2 separate regions of the Sus scrofa genome follow, and region 2 is linked to region 1. A link is a contact called in public HiChIP or PLAC-seq data. All regions are on one chromosome and are shown on one strand. The core of a region is the stretch at or near the end of the contact, and the rest is flanking DNA. Distances in the headings are between cores, read along the strand shown.

Region 1 (6,859 bases), core at 4,301-6,800:
TGATAGCACAATGGAGTTTGCCGAGCACTGGTTTAGGAAACACGCTGATGAGCCCAATCTCTATTATATGCAGGGTGTGTTGACACTCAGAGAGATAAAGGGATTTGTTCAAGATCAGCAAGGTCAGAAGCAAAGGGCTGATCCTAAGGGTTGCCCAGAGGGGGAGCGAGATGGAAGAAAAGCTCATTAAGGAACCGGAAACATTAAACACAGGAGAAAAATGTCCCTGGAAACAATTTCATGATGTTGATTCTGATTTTAAACGACATCCATCTAGCAGGTCTCTGTGCAGGCCCTCCCAGGATCCCTGAGAAGATGTAAAATGAAAATTTAGTCAAATAGACAAAGCCAATGTCAATATCCTCTAAGAACCTCCATGATGAAGTGGAGTAAGAAAAGTCTATCTTGAAATAGTTCATATTTGAAAAGAGTAAGAAAACAGTTTATAGCTCCTCCCTCTGTCTGGCACTGACCCAGACCCAGGAGTAGGCGGGTAGCAAATGGGAAAGTCTGGCCAAGTTTGAGGTAAGAGGAAGTGAGTGGGGACTGTGGCCAAGGAGAGAGATGGCACCCCCCTGCACAGGTGCCTCTGCTCCTCAGCTTCAGCCAGTTGTGCCATGAGAAAGGCAGGCCTAGTGTTGTCACAAACTTCTTTTTCTTTTTTCTTTTTTTTTAGGGCTTTATTTAAGTATAGTTGATTTACAATGTTATGTTAATTTCTGCTGTACAACAAAGTGATTCAGATATACATAGACATATTCATTCTTTTTCAGATTATCACAAATTTTTAAAAAATTCTTAATATATTATTTTTGCCTTTAATTAAACTTTTTATTTTGAGACATGTAGATTCGCATGTAGCCATAAGGACTAATAGAGAGATGTACCCTTCACTCAGTTCCCCCAGTGGTAACATCTTATGAAACTCGAGTGCGATATCACAACAGGATATTGACACAAACTCAGTCAAAATGCAGAACATTTCTATCACCACAAGGCTCCTGTCACACCTTTCTGGTTTTGTTTTTTTGTTGGTTTTTTTGGGGGGAGGGGCGCCTGCAGCATGCAGTACCTTGATATGGGATCTCAATTCCCAGACCAGGGATTGAACCCAGGCCACAGCAGTGAAAGCACCAGGTCCTAACTACTAGACCACCAGGGAACTGTGTCACATCTTTTTTTTTTTTTTTTTTTTTTTTTGTCTTTTAGGGCTGCACCTGAAGCATATGAAAGTTCCCAGGCTAGGGGTCCAATCAGAGCTGTAGCTGCTGGCCTACACCACAGCCAGGGCAACACTAGATCCAAGCTACATCTGTGACCTACACTGCAGCTCACAGCAATGCTGGATCCTTAACCCACTGAGCAAGGCCAGGGATCAAACCCAAGTCCTCATGAATACTAGTTGGGTTCATTAACCATTGAGCCAAGACAGGAATTCCTGTCACATCTTTTTTAAAAAAGAAATGGAAGGAGTTCCCGTCGTGGCACAGTGGTTAACGAATCTGACTAGGAACCATGAGGTTGCGGGTTTGGTCCCTGCCCTTGCTCAGTGGGTTAATGATCCAGGGTTACCGTGAGCTGTGGTGTAGGTCGCAGATGCGGCTCGGATCCCGAGCTGCTGTGCGGCTACAGCTCCAATTCGACCTCTAGCCTGGGAACCTCCATATGCCGTGGGAGCGGCCCAAGAAATAGCAAAAAGACAAAAAAAAAAAAAAAAAAAGAAAGAAATGGAAAATCTGGATATTTGGTTGAAGTAACCCATTCTGTAAAGAATGACAATGAATTTGCATGTTTTTAAAAGTCTAAGTATTCATTCTATGGTTTAATTTATATTGAGTTTAACAACTGGCAAAACTTATCTAAGCCGGTAAAAGGTAGGATAGTGGTTATCCTTAGGGTAAGGGCTGAATGGAAAGAGGGTATGAGGGTGGCTTTAGGAGCCCTTGAACTCTATTTCTCAATCTTGGTGCTTGTTACATAGCTATGTTCACTGTGTGAAAATTTATCCAGCTGTACACATCTGATTTGTACAGTTTTCTATGGGTATATGAATAAAAACTTGACTTAAAAAAGACGGAGTCTCTACAACTTACACCCTACTTTTTTTTTGTGTGTGTGTGTGTGTGTGTTTTTAGGGCCACTCCTGTGGCATATGGAGGTTCCCAGGCTAGGGGTCAAATTGAAGCTGTAGCTGCCAGCCTACACCACAGCCACAGCAACTCGGGATCCAAGCCTTGTCTGCAATCTACACCACAGCTCACGGCAATGCCAGATCCTTAACCCACCGAGCGAGACCAGGGATCGAACCCGAAACCTCACGGTTCCTAGTCGGATTGGTTAACCACTGAGCCACGACGGGAACTCCTACACCCTACATTTTAATGAAAGTATAGTGGAACAAAGAGAAGTTTGAGTGCCAATCAGATGTGACAGTCTTGTCTTTTTTTTTTTTTTTTTGTCTTTTGTCTTTTTAGGGCCACACCTGCAGCATATGGAGGTTCCCAGGCTAGGGGTCTAATCAGAGCTGTAGCTTCCAGCTTGTGCCAGAGCCACAGCAATGCCAAATCCGAGCTGCATCTGTGACCTATGCCACAGCTCATGGCAACACTGGATCCTTAACCCACTGAGTGAGGCCAGGGATCGAACCTGCAACCTCATGGTTCCTAGTCGGATTCATTTCCGCTACACCAACGATGGGAACTCCTAGATGTGACAATTTTATCAAATATTTGTAACAGCTCAATGAAACAGAGATGGTTACTAAAAACTCTTATCAAAGTAATATAACTCTTATCAAAGTAATATAAGGATCATTTATGACAAACCCACAGCCAATATAATACTCAATAGTGAAAAGCTGGAAGCCTTCCTGCTAAATTCACTAACAAGATAAGGATGCCCACTCTCACTTCTTCTATCCAACATAGTATCAGAAGTCCTAGACACAGCAATCAGACAAGAAAAAGAAATTAAAAGTATCTAAATTGGAAGAGAGAAGTAAATATCACTACATGATATTCTGCATAGAAAATGTGAGAGTCTCTACACAAAAACTGTTAGAATAAATGAATTCAGCAAGGTAGCAGGATACAAGATTAACAAACAGAAGTCTTTTGCATTTCTACACAGTAATAAAGAAATAGAAAGAAAGTAAAAGAAAATCTCATTTAAAATCACATCCAGGGAGTTCCCATTGCGGCATAGCTGTAACAAATCCAACTAGTATCCATGAGGATTTAGGTACAACCCCTGGCCTCCCTCAGTGGGTCAAGGATCCAGCATTGCCATGAGCTGCGGTGTAAGTTACAGACGAGGCTCAGATCCTGAGTTGCTGTGGCCATGGCACAGGCCTGCAGCTGCAGCTCCAATTTGACCCCTAGCCTGGGAACTTCCAAATGCTGTGAGTGTGGCCATAAAAAACACAAAAAGAAAAAAAAGGAATGAAATAATGACATCTGCAGCAACAGAGATGGACCTAGAGACTAGCATACTAAGTAAAATAAGACCTAGAAACTATCACACTAAGTAAAATGAGTCAGACAAAGAAAGACAAATATTATGACATTACTCATTTGTGGATTCTAAAAAACAATACAAATGAATGTATATACAAAACAAAACAGACTCACAGACATAGAGAATAAACTTATGGTTACCAAAGGGAAGAGGGAAGGGGGAAGGACAAATTAGGGGTGTGGAACTAACAAATACGAACTACTATACACAAAATAGATAAGCAATGAAGATTTACTGTACAGAATAGAGAATTATACCCAATATCTTAATAAGTTAATAAGAAACATAATGGAATATAATCCCCAAAAACAAAAAAAAAGAATCACTGTGCTGTATACCTGAAACTAAAACAATATTGTAAATCAAATACACTTTAAAAAGGGAGTTCCCTGGAGGCCTAGTGGTTAAGGATTTGGTGTCACTGTTGTGGCTTGAGCTCAATCCCTGGCTCAGGAATTTTGCATGCCATGGTGTTGCCTAAAAAGGGAAAAAATATATATGTATATATATATGTATATATATTTTTTAAGTTTATCAGCTTCTTAGAAAAAATACCCTATCTTATGAATCAAATACAGTATTTAGCACAGTGTAGGTGTTCAGTAAACATGGGTGTGGGTGACCATTCAATTTATTGTCTGAACTGGAACAGTGTTGAGAGTGAAAGTGGCATTATTGATATTTACACTGGAAAAACAGGCATACACTAGGGCTTTCCCAGGGACATCAGAATGTAGAGTCACCCTATTTGACACTCTCAGGACCCCTCCAGTCTTCTTTTTTTTCTTTGCTTTTTAGGGCCACACTGGAGGCATACGGAGGTTCCCAGGCTAAGGGTCAAATCAGAGCTGCAGCTGCTGGCCTACGCCACAGCCACAGCAAGGCCAGATCTGAGCTACGTCTTCGAACTACACCAGAGCTCACAGCAACGCCAGATCTCCAGCCCACTGATAGAGGCCAGGGAAGCATATGGAGGTTCCCAAGCTAGGGGTCGAATCAGAGCTGTAGCTGCCAGTCTACACCAGAGCCACAGCAATGCAGGAACCGAGCCGCGTCTGCAACCTACACCACAGCTCACTGCAACGCCGGATCGTTAACCCACTGAGCAAGGGCAGGGATCGAACCAGCAACCTCATGGTTCCTAGTCGGATTCGTTAACCACTGCACCAAGACGGGAACTCCTGCTGTTCTGATTTAAAGTGGTTCATCCTCAAAACTCAGTCCTACTCAGAATATCTCGGCTGCTGCAAGGGCTGAGGACCACTTTTTCTCATGATAGAGCCACTGAACACTGAGAAGCGAAGGTGCTGAGTTAGCTAAGGCACAGCAGCCTCTCCGCCCTCCCTTCCACTCCCCATCCAGGCTTGATGCCTGCAAGGGAACAGCGAGCAGGTTGGACTTGTCGGCTCAGAAGCATTGCTGGGTGGAAAAGGCAGCCCGCTGCTTGTCCAGGCAAACAGGATGTGAGTCTTCTCTGATGATTCAGAGCCGAAGAGGGAAAGCCCTCCCGCCCAGCCCCCTGGGGGGGAGGTCCGTCCCCAGCTTTGCAAAGCGGAAGACAGGGAAAAACTCTCAGCGACCTTGTGGTTTTCTTCCAGTCTGTCCCAGTGTCTTCAGTCTTGCTGAGCTACACTACTTTTAACCAGAGGAAATGAGGCTTTCAAAGAAAGACAGGATACAAATGATCGTTGAGAGCTGCCTCCCTGAGTGCAAGCGCTTATTCTAACGACGCTGGCGTTATCTCAAACGTTTCTAAAATGACTCTTCTGGAACTGCCTTAACAGTCTGAACCACAATGTTTTTGAGATTCCTCATGATGGCAGATCTTCATGCTTTTGAGAGCTAGTTTGATTTTCAGACACAAAGTCACATGGATCAAATCTGAAAAATGTGAGAAAATGAGTCACCAGATGACATTGAGTATAAAATCAGGTCAGTGATGATCTTGTCAAGTGTGTATAGGCTCCCTGAGGTTCCTTTCGAAGACAAAAAGCTAGGTGTTCCCTTGTGATGCAGCGGGTTAATAATATCTGGCATTGTCACTGCAGCAGCTGGGGTTGTGCCTGCGGTGCAGGTTTGACCCTAGGCTGGGAACTCCCACATGCCTTGGGCGTGGCCAAAAAAACACAAAGACAGAAAACTAAAGAACTGTTTTGTGCACAGCTACGACAGGGTATAAAACTCCTCCTAGAGTTTACAGTCCTGAGCTGGATTACACACTAAGGGGCTCTTCTCTCATCACAGAATAAGGCCTTTCATAATCTGGCCCCACCAACGATGCAGCCGTACTTCCTCATTTTCCAGGCTCCTTGAAGCTTGTTCTTAGCCAGGCCAAATGAATCACACGCGTGTTCTGACCTTCGCATATATCTCTGCTATTTTGTCTACTTTGTCCACTTGATGAATTCTTATTTGCCTTTCAAAATTAAGCTTGCGTTTTATGAAGGCTTCCCTGACCCCTGGAGCCAATGTTAATAGCTCCTTACACCTGGTAACACCTTTATTATAGCCCTTGTTGCTCTGTGCCATCATTACCTGTGTACATGTCTGTCTCCACTCTGAGTCCCTTGAGGGCAGAGTCCAGGTCTTTTTGTCTCTGTATCCTCAGCACCTATAACTGTTGGTGACATTGCAGAGGGTCAATGTGCTTTTGCTAAGTGAGGGACTGCATGTCTACCAGATAGGCTCCTATGTGTCCCACACCTCAGGGAAGCTATGCGGTGTGGAGCGCCCTCTGGTGGAACCCAAAGAAGCACTGATGGTGAAGACCTAAAACTGAGCCCCAGCTTTAACTTGGCGTCTTTTGTACCGAAGTGAAGATCATCTCCATGACTGAAAAATCTACACTTCCGCCTTCCACTATTTTCAGCCTCGGAGCCTCATGAAAGGATGGGAGCAAATATATCTATAATATATGTAATAGATTCTATCTGAATATGTGTAATATATTAAATAATAATTGTCAGAATGTGTCTCCTACTTTTACTCACTATAGGTCTTAATTATTGAATGAATGAATCAACCCAGGGGCCTGAAACTTAGAATTTGGAATGTACTCATTCATTCATTTTAATAAATAATGATTTTATTGAATACAAAAACTGAGGCTAAAAACTTAAAGAGCATTTGATATATGCCCCACCTTGTGTTAAAGACATACTAGAGGATTTCATATCTGGCTTCAAGGACTTCATAGACAATTGATACTAGAAACTTGCATCTGCAAAGCTCTCTGAAAATCATTTGAGGAGCTCCTGTCGTGGCTCAGTGGTTAATGAACCAGACTAGTATCCATGAAGACGCAGGTTCAGTCCCTTGCCTCTCTCAGTGGGTTAAGGATCTG
Region 2 (6,491 bases), core at 1,040-3,539, 62 kb after region 1:
TCAGGAACTAGAACAATGCTGGAATATAAGAGACACCCTAAGATTGCTCAACATGTGTGTATGTATAGGTGTGTGTTGGTGTGAAAATATACATAAAGTAAAACTTACCATTTTAACCATTTTCAACTGTAATGTTCAGTAGCATTAAGTACATTCACAATGTTGTGCAGCCATCAGCACTATCATTTCCAGAACTTTTTCTTTATCCTGAAGAAACTCTCCACCCATTAAACAATAAATTCACATTCCTCCCACTCCCCAACCCCTGGTAACCTCTATTTTATGTTTTGTTTCTATAAATTTGCCTATCTACATACCACATGTAAGTGCACTTCATGCAGTATTTTGTCCTTTTGTATCTCATTTATTTCACTCATCAAAATGTTTTCAAGGCTCATCCATGTTGTAGCATGTACCAGAATTTCCTTCCTTTTAAAGGCTTGATAATAATCATGTGTATGTATACACCACATTTTTTTTGTCCATCTGTCAATGGGTATTTTGGGTTGTTTCTACCTTTTGCTTCTTACAAATGTTGCTATGAACATTGGTGCACAAGTATTTGTTTGAGTCCCTGCTTTGAATTCTTTGGGGTATTTACCCAGAAAAGAAATTGCTGCTGCATGTTGTGGTAATCTGTTTAACTTTTTTTGGGGGGGAGGTGGTCACACCCATGGCCCATTGAAATTCCCAGGCCAGGGATGGAACCTGTGCCAAGCATCAAGCCAAGCTGCTGCAGTGACATGTCAGATCTTTAACCCACTACACCAGAAGAGAACTCCTCTGTTAACTTTTTGAGGAGTCACCAGACTGTTTTCCCAAAGCGCCCCACTATTTTATATTCCCATCAGCAATGCAGAAGGGTTCCTATCTCTCTACAGCCCCATCAACAATTATTTTCCATTTTTTTCATAATCACTTTCCTAACGGGTAAGGTGACATTTCGTCCTGGTTTTGATTTGCATTTCCCTAATGACTACTGACATTGAGCATCTTTTCATGTGCTTATTGGCCATTTGCACATTTTCTTTTTTCTTTTTTTTTGGGGGGGGGGGAGGGCTCACTCAGGCATATACAGTTTCCCAGGCTAGGTGTCCAATAGGAGCCACAGCCATAGAAACACCACAGCAACACGAGATTGGAGCTCTAAGTATGTCTGTGACCTACACCACCCACAGCTCATGGCAATGCAGGATCCTTAACCCAGTGAGCAAGGCCAGGGATCGAACCCACAGCCTCATGGTTCCTAGTCAGATTCGTCTCCACTGCGCCATGAGGGGAACTCCTTTTTGTACGTTTTCTTTAGAGAAATGTTTATTCAAGTCCACTGTCCATTCTTTAATCCAGTCATTTGTGTTGGTTGTTGTTGAGTTACAGACTTTTTAAAATATATCTGGATGTTACTTCTTAATCAGATATGTAATTTACAAATATTTCTGTCACTCAATGAATTGTCTTTTTTTTTTTTTTTTTTTTGTCTTTTTTTGCTATTTCTTGGGCCGCTCTCACGGCATATGGAGGTTCCCAAGCTAGGGGTCGAATCGGAGCTGTAGCCGCCGGCCTACACCAGAGCCACAGCAACGCGGGATCCGCCGTATCTGCGACCTACACCACAGCTCACAGCAACGCCGGACCCTTAACCCACTGAGCAAGGGCAGGGACCGAAGCCGCAACCTCATGGTTCCTAGTCGGATTCGTTAACCACTGCGCCACGACGGGAACTCCTGAATTGTCTTTTCATTTGCACTCTTAAAAAATATGCCGCTTCCTTTGCCTTTGTGTACCTCGAGGCAACCTTGAGGATGTATATCGTCTCCACTTTACAAGAACACATTGCCTGGCACCTAAAAAGAATTCACAACTTTCAGTTACTGTTATTACTACTGTTAACTGCTTCACAGATAATAATTTATAAAAAGTACAGAAGCTGCTTCAAAAAAGCCTAAGGCTAATGGGAAAAATAGAAAGAAGCCCACAGTGGCCTAGAGCAGAGCCAGGGTTTACCAAGTCATATCTGTCACCCATACACGGATTTCGGAGACCCGTCTCATACTCCGTGAAGCTTCAAAACACCTGCCTTGCAGCTCACCCATAAGCCTGCCACTACCCGCCGGACACCGCCCTAACGCCACTTCCGGCTACTTCCGCTCCGCCCCAGCCAGCCAGCGCATGCGTCGTGGGGATGTTTGCGCGCCCGCTCCCAACGCAGAGCGACACACCCAGTTTCCGGCGCCTAGACGAGATTCCTCAAGGCACGGCGCCTAGTCATGATGTAAGTTCCGGTTGCGGTGCTGAGTCGGAAGTGGGAACCCTTCGGCCACTGAGACTCTGTCGTGTCGTCGCTGCTGGCCCTTCTGGCTCTGGTAAGAGACAAAATAGCTGGAGGGGAGGGGAACCTTTGAGGCTGCAGAGGAATTTTTTCCTTCTAGTCGAATGCCAGTCCAAACCTCTGCACTGTTAGCTCTTTCAAATTCTTTTTACCTGTGCTTTCCTGACCACTGGCTTTCTCCTCCATGAACTTCGACCCTGACTGTTTTGGGAACCCCTTACAGTGCTCTAGCTTCTGGCCTCTCTGGCCCCCTTGGCCATTCTCTTCCTGGAAAAGCCAGGAATCTTGGCCTTGCATTAATTTTGACTTTCTTTCTCTAGAACGTGCGCCCAGTGGGTGGGTCTCCCTCCATGCTGCGAATACCTTATGGAACCTGGAGGGATAAAATATAAAAAGTAGACAACAGATAGCCAAGTGCCAAAGAAGAGGAAATTAAGCACAGCCTACGGCTGTGTCATAGGCTGGTAATCAAACCAGTTGAATACATATGGCAGGGTATTGACATTTCTTAAGGCAAGCAATCATTTCACCTCTCAAAACTCTGCTGGCACTCTGCTTCTTGCTCCCTCAGCAGCTGGGTTTAGAAGGCACTTGCAAAATTGAGTAACTAGAGCTCAGGAGCTTATTTTTGATGGATCTTCTCCTTGGGATCAGTTTTTTGCTTCCAGAACAAGAAAATGTTTAGTCTCACTCGCATGGACCATTTTGGTCTCACATGGGAGCCCTTCTGAGATAAAATGGGCCCCAGGAGGGAGTACTGTCTGCTTTGCTACTTGATGAGCTCCTTCTAGCTTGCCGATGTGACTGATGTGACCAAAGGATCTGTTTCCACAGTAGAGGCCTGAAAGGGTAATTGGAGGGGGAACATGTGATGAAATATTTTTTTAATTCCTTTTTTGGTTTGACCTCACCAGGAAACTTAGACCTTATGGAGTATGATTTAATAAAGTTTGATTTTGAGAATCCCAGTTTTGTGAAGTATTCCGAGTATTTCTGTTTAAAAGCAATATCAAGTCCGATGTTAAAACGTGCGCTCATCTCTTTAAAAGCTGTCAGTGGCCCTTAAGGGATAGCAGTATTGCTTATAAACAAAAGATTGAATCAGGGGAGAGTGAAAGGATTTTGTAGGACTGGGCTAGACAGCTATTACAGACTCTTGGAGCACATGTATCAGAGGGAAACATGTTTTTAAAGAGGACGGATTTAGGGAGTTCCGGTCATGGCTCAGCAGAAACGAATCTGACTAGTATCCACGAAGACACAGGTTCGATCCCTGGCCTCCCTCAGTGGGCTAAGGATCTGGCATTGTTGTGGCTGTGTCGTAGGCTGGCAGCTACAGCTCCGATAAGAGCCGTAGCCTGGGAACCTCCATATGCCGAGAGTGTGGCCCTGAAAAAGACACACAAAAAAGGAACATATTTAAAGATAAAATCCAAAAGCTTCTATAGGTTGGTAGTTGTGGAGTTCCTATTGTAGCTCAGGGGAAACAAACCCGACTAGTATCCATGAGGATTCAGGTTTGATCCCTGGCCTTGCTCAGTGAGTTAGGGATCCGGCATTGCCATGAGCTGTGGTGTAGTTCCCAAATGCGGCTCGTATCCATTGCTGTGACTGGCGTAGGCTGGCTACTGCAGCTCCAAGTTGACCGCTAGCCTAGGAACTTCCATATGCCACAGGTGTGGCCCCAAAAAGCAAAACCAAAAAAAAAAAGGATTGGTAGTTGTTACAGAATTCCTATTGCGGCTCAGCAGATTAAGAACTGGACATAGTCTCTGTGAGAAATCGCGTTCGATCCCTGGACTCACTCAATGGGTGAAGAATCCAGTGTTGCCACAGTAGGTCACAGATGCAGCTCAGATCTGGCATTGCTGTGGCTGTGGAGTAGGCCTGCAGTTGCAACTCCCATTTGACCCCCTAGCCTGGGAACTTCCATATGCTGTGGGTGTGGCCATAAAAAGAAAGAAAGACTGGTAGTTGTGTCATACCAAAGGCTGGCAACAGGATAATGCTTTATCTCTGTATGGCAGTTGAAAATGGGAGATTATAGATTACCAGTGACATTGAATATTAAACAAAATGTTAAGTTTCCATTTTATTAGACCTTTCTTTTGGAGTGATGACATCTATGCACTCTTTAAATTTATGAGGTCATTGAACAAATCTAAACTGACATCTCTGGTGTTCCCATCCTGGCTCAGCAGCATGAATCTGACTAACACCCAGGAGGATGCAAGTTTGATCCCTGGCCTCACTCAGTGAGTTGGGGGTCCAGCATTGCAGTGAGCTGTGGTGTAAGTTGCAGACACGAGTTGCAGACACAGCTCAGATCTGACATTGCTGTGGCTGTGGCGTAGGCCGGCAACTACAGCTCTGATTGGACCCCTAGCCTGGGAACCTCCATATGCTACAGGTGCAGCCCTAAAATGAAAGACAATAAATAAATAAACCGACATTTCTACAAAGATTCCCATCAAATGACCAGTCCTCCCTTTCCCTATAAAAGTTTCATATAGGTAGTTGCACAGTGTTAGCTCTTTATCTATGAAAACAATTTTTGTACCGATTTGAATTACATATGAGAAAGATGAGCTTAGTGAGGCAGACAAAACCTTTTTGTTTTTCAGAAAGACAGACAGTAGAGATGACAACAGAGATTTATTTCCATTCTCTATACTATACATGCTTGACTTTCCACTGCAACCCAAGACAAATAGTAAAAACCTTACCTCGAAGTAGGATTATGGGTGTTGCTATTGATTACAAGGAGGTCAGGAGTAACAACATGTAAGATTGAGTCATTCAATATATATTAATTTGGGATCATGATCATGGAATATGCCAGACACAGAAGAAAAAATAATCAGATATGAACCCATACTCAAACTGCTTACCTTCTAGCAAGATAGAAGAGCTACATTAGAAATACAATGTAGGAGTTCCCATCGTGGCGCAGTGGTTAACGAATCCGACTAGGAACCATGAGGTTGCAGGTTCAGTCCCTGCCCTTGCTCAGTGGGTTAACGATCCGACGTTGCCGTGAGCTGTGGTGTAGGTTGCAGACGCGGCTCTGATCCTGCGTTGCTGTGGCTCTGGCGTAGGCTGGAGGCTGCAGCTCCAATTCGACCCCTAGCCTGGGAACCTCCACATGCTGTGGGAGCAGCCCAAAGAAATAGCAAAGAGACAAAATAAATAAATAAATAAATAAAAGAAATACAATGTAGAAACTTATCAATCCTATTAATATAGATAAAATGTTGGGAAGCTAGCTTTGTATAAGTGACAGTATATTATTGAGAAAGGAAGTAATAACACCATTTATGATAATGAATCCTCTTTATCTTTTTTAATAATTTTTTTTTTTTTTTGTCTTTTTGCTATTTCTTGGGCCGCTCCCGCGGCATATGGAGGTTCCCAGGCTAGGGGTCTAATCAGAGCCGTAGCCACCAGCCTACACCAGAGCCACAGCAACGCAGGATCCAAGCCGCGTCTGCAACCTACACCACAGCTCACGGCAACGCCGGATCGTTAACCCACTGAGCAAGGGCAGGGACTGAACCCGCAACCTCATGGCTCCTAGTCGGATTCGTTAACCACTGCGCCACGACGGGAACTCCTATCTTTTTTAATAATCTTAAGAGCCTGTCTGTGTCATGTTCTAATTCTTGGCTTTCAGCTTACTTCCTTTCTTTATAGATGATGCAGGTGATGCATCTCCTTTGTACGAATCTGAATTGTTTACAATTGTAGCCCCACCCCAACCCCGCCTCTTTTTAGGGCTGCAGGTGCAACAAATGGAAGTTCCTAGGCTAGGGGTCGAATCAGAGCTACAGCTGCTGGCCTGTGCCACAGCCACAACAATATGGGATCTGAGCCTCATCTGCAACCTATACCCTAGCTCACAGCAACGCCTGATCCTTGACCCGCTGAGAGAGGCCTGGGATCAGACCCACACCCTCATGGATACTAGTCAGATTTGTTTCTGCTGCACCACAATGGGAACTCCCTAGGATTGGGTATTTTTAAAAACTTATTTTAACTGGCTCCCACAAAGTAGGGGAATCTGCCAGCTTATTTATAACTTAGAAGACTCTCTTTCCATCTCATATCTCTTTTCCTATATGTTGGCTTAGTTTTAGGCTAGGCCTTCTCTAGATGGTGGAAA

The links. HiChIP or PLAC-seq counts read pairs in DNA pulled down with a chosen protein or histone mark.
Region 2: an H3K27ac HiChIP or PLAC-seq map of alveolar macrophages shows a contact between it and region 1. The contact joins the promoter of UBE4A here to the enhancer-like site in region 1. A contact is called at or near these places in 1 of 5 promoter capture datasets (liver), 7 of 47 Hi-C or Micro-C datasets (blood, embryonic fibroblasts, epiblast stem cells and 1 more) and 1 of 2 datasets of contacts at active chromatin or transcription factors (alveolar macrophages).

The regions. Positions count from the first base shown.
Region 1 is chr9:45,593,346-45,600,204 of Sscrofa11.1, forward strand. No RefSeq gene overlaps it. Among named protein-coding and RNA genes, the nearest start is that of MPZL2, 19 kb to the left of the region's middle. Within about 2 kb of position 5,551, at least 34 of the 83 cell types and tissues checked have an H3K27ac peak or open chromatin away from gene starts, as enhancers often do. A contact at or near this core is called in alveolar macrophages and liver, where this site is marked.
Region 2 is chr9:45,658,801-45,665,291 of Sscrofa11.1, forward strand. UBE4A (ubiquitination factor E4A) reads left to right here and starts at 2,290. Exons shown (of 20, transcript NM_001244872.1): 1 at 2,290-2,363.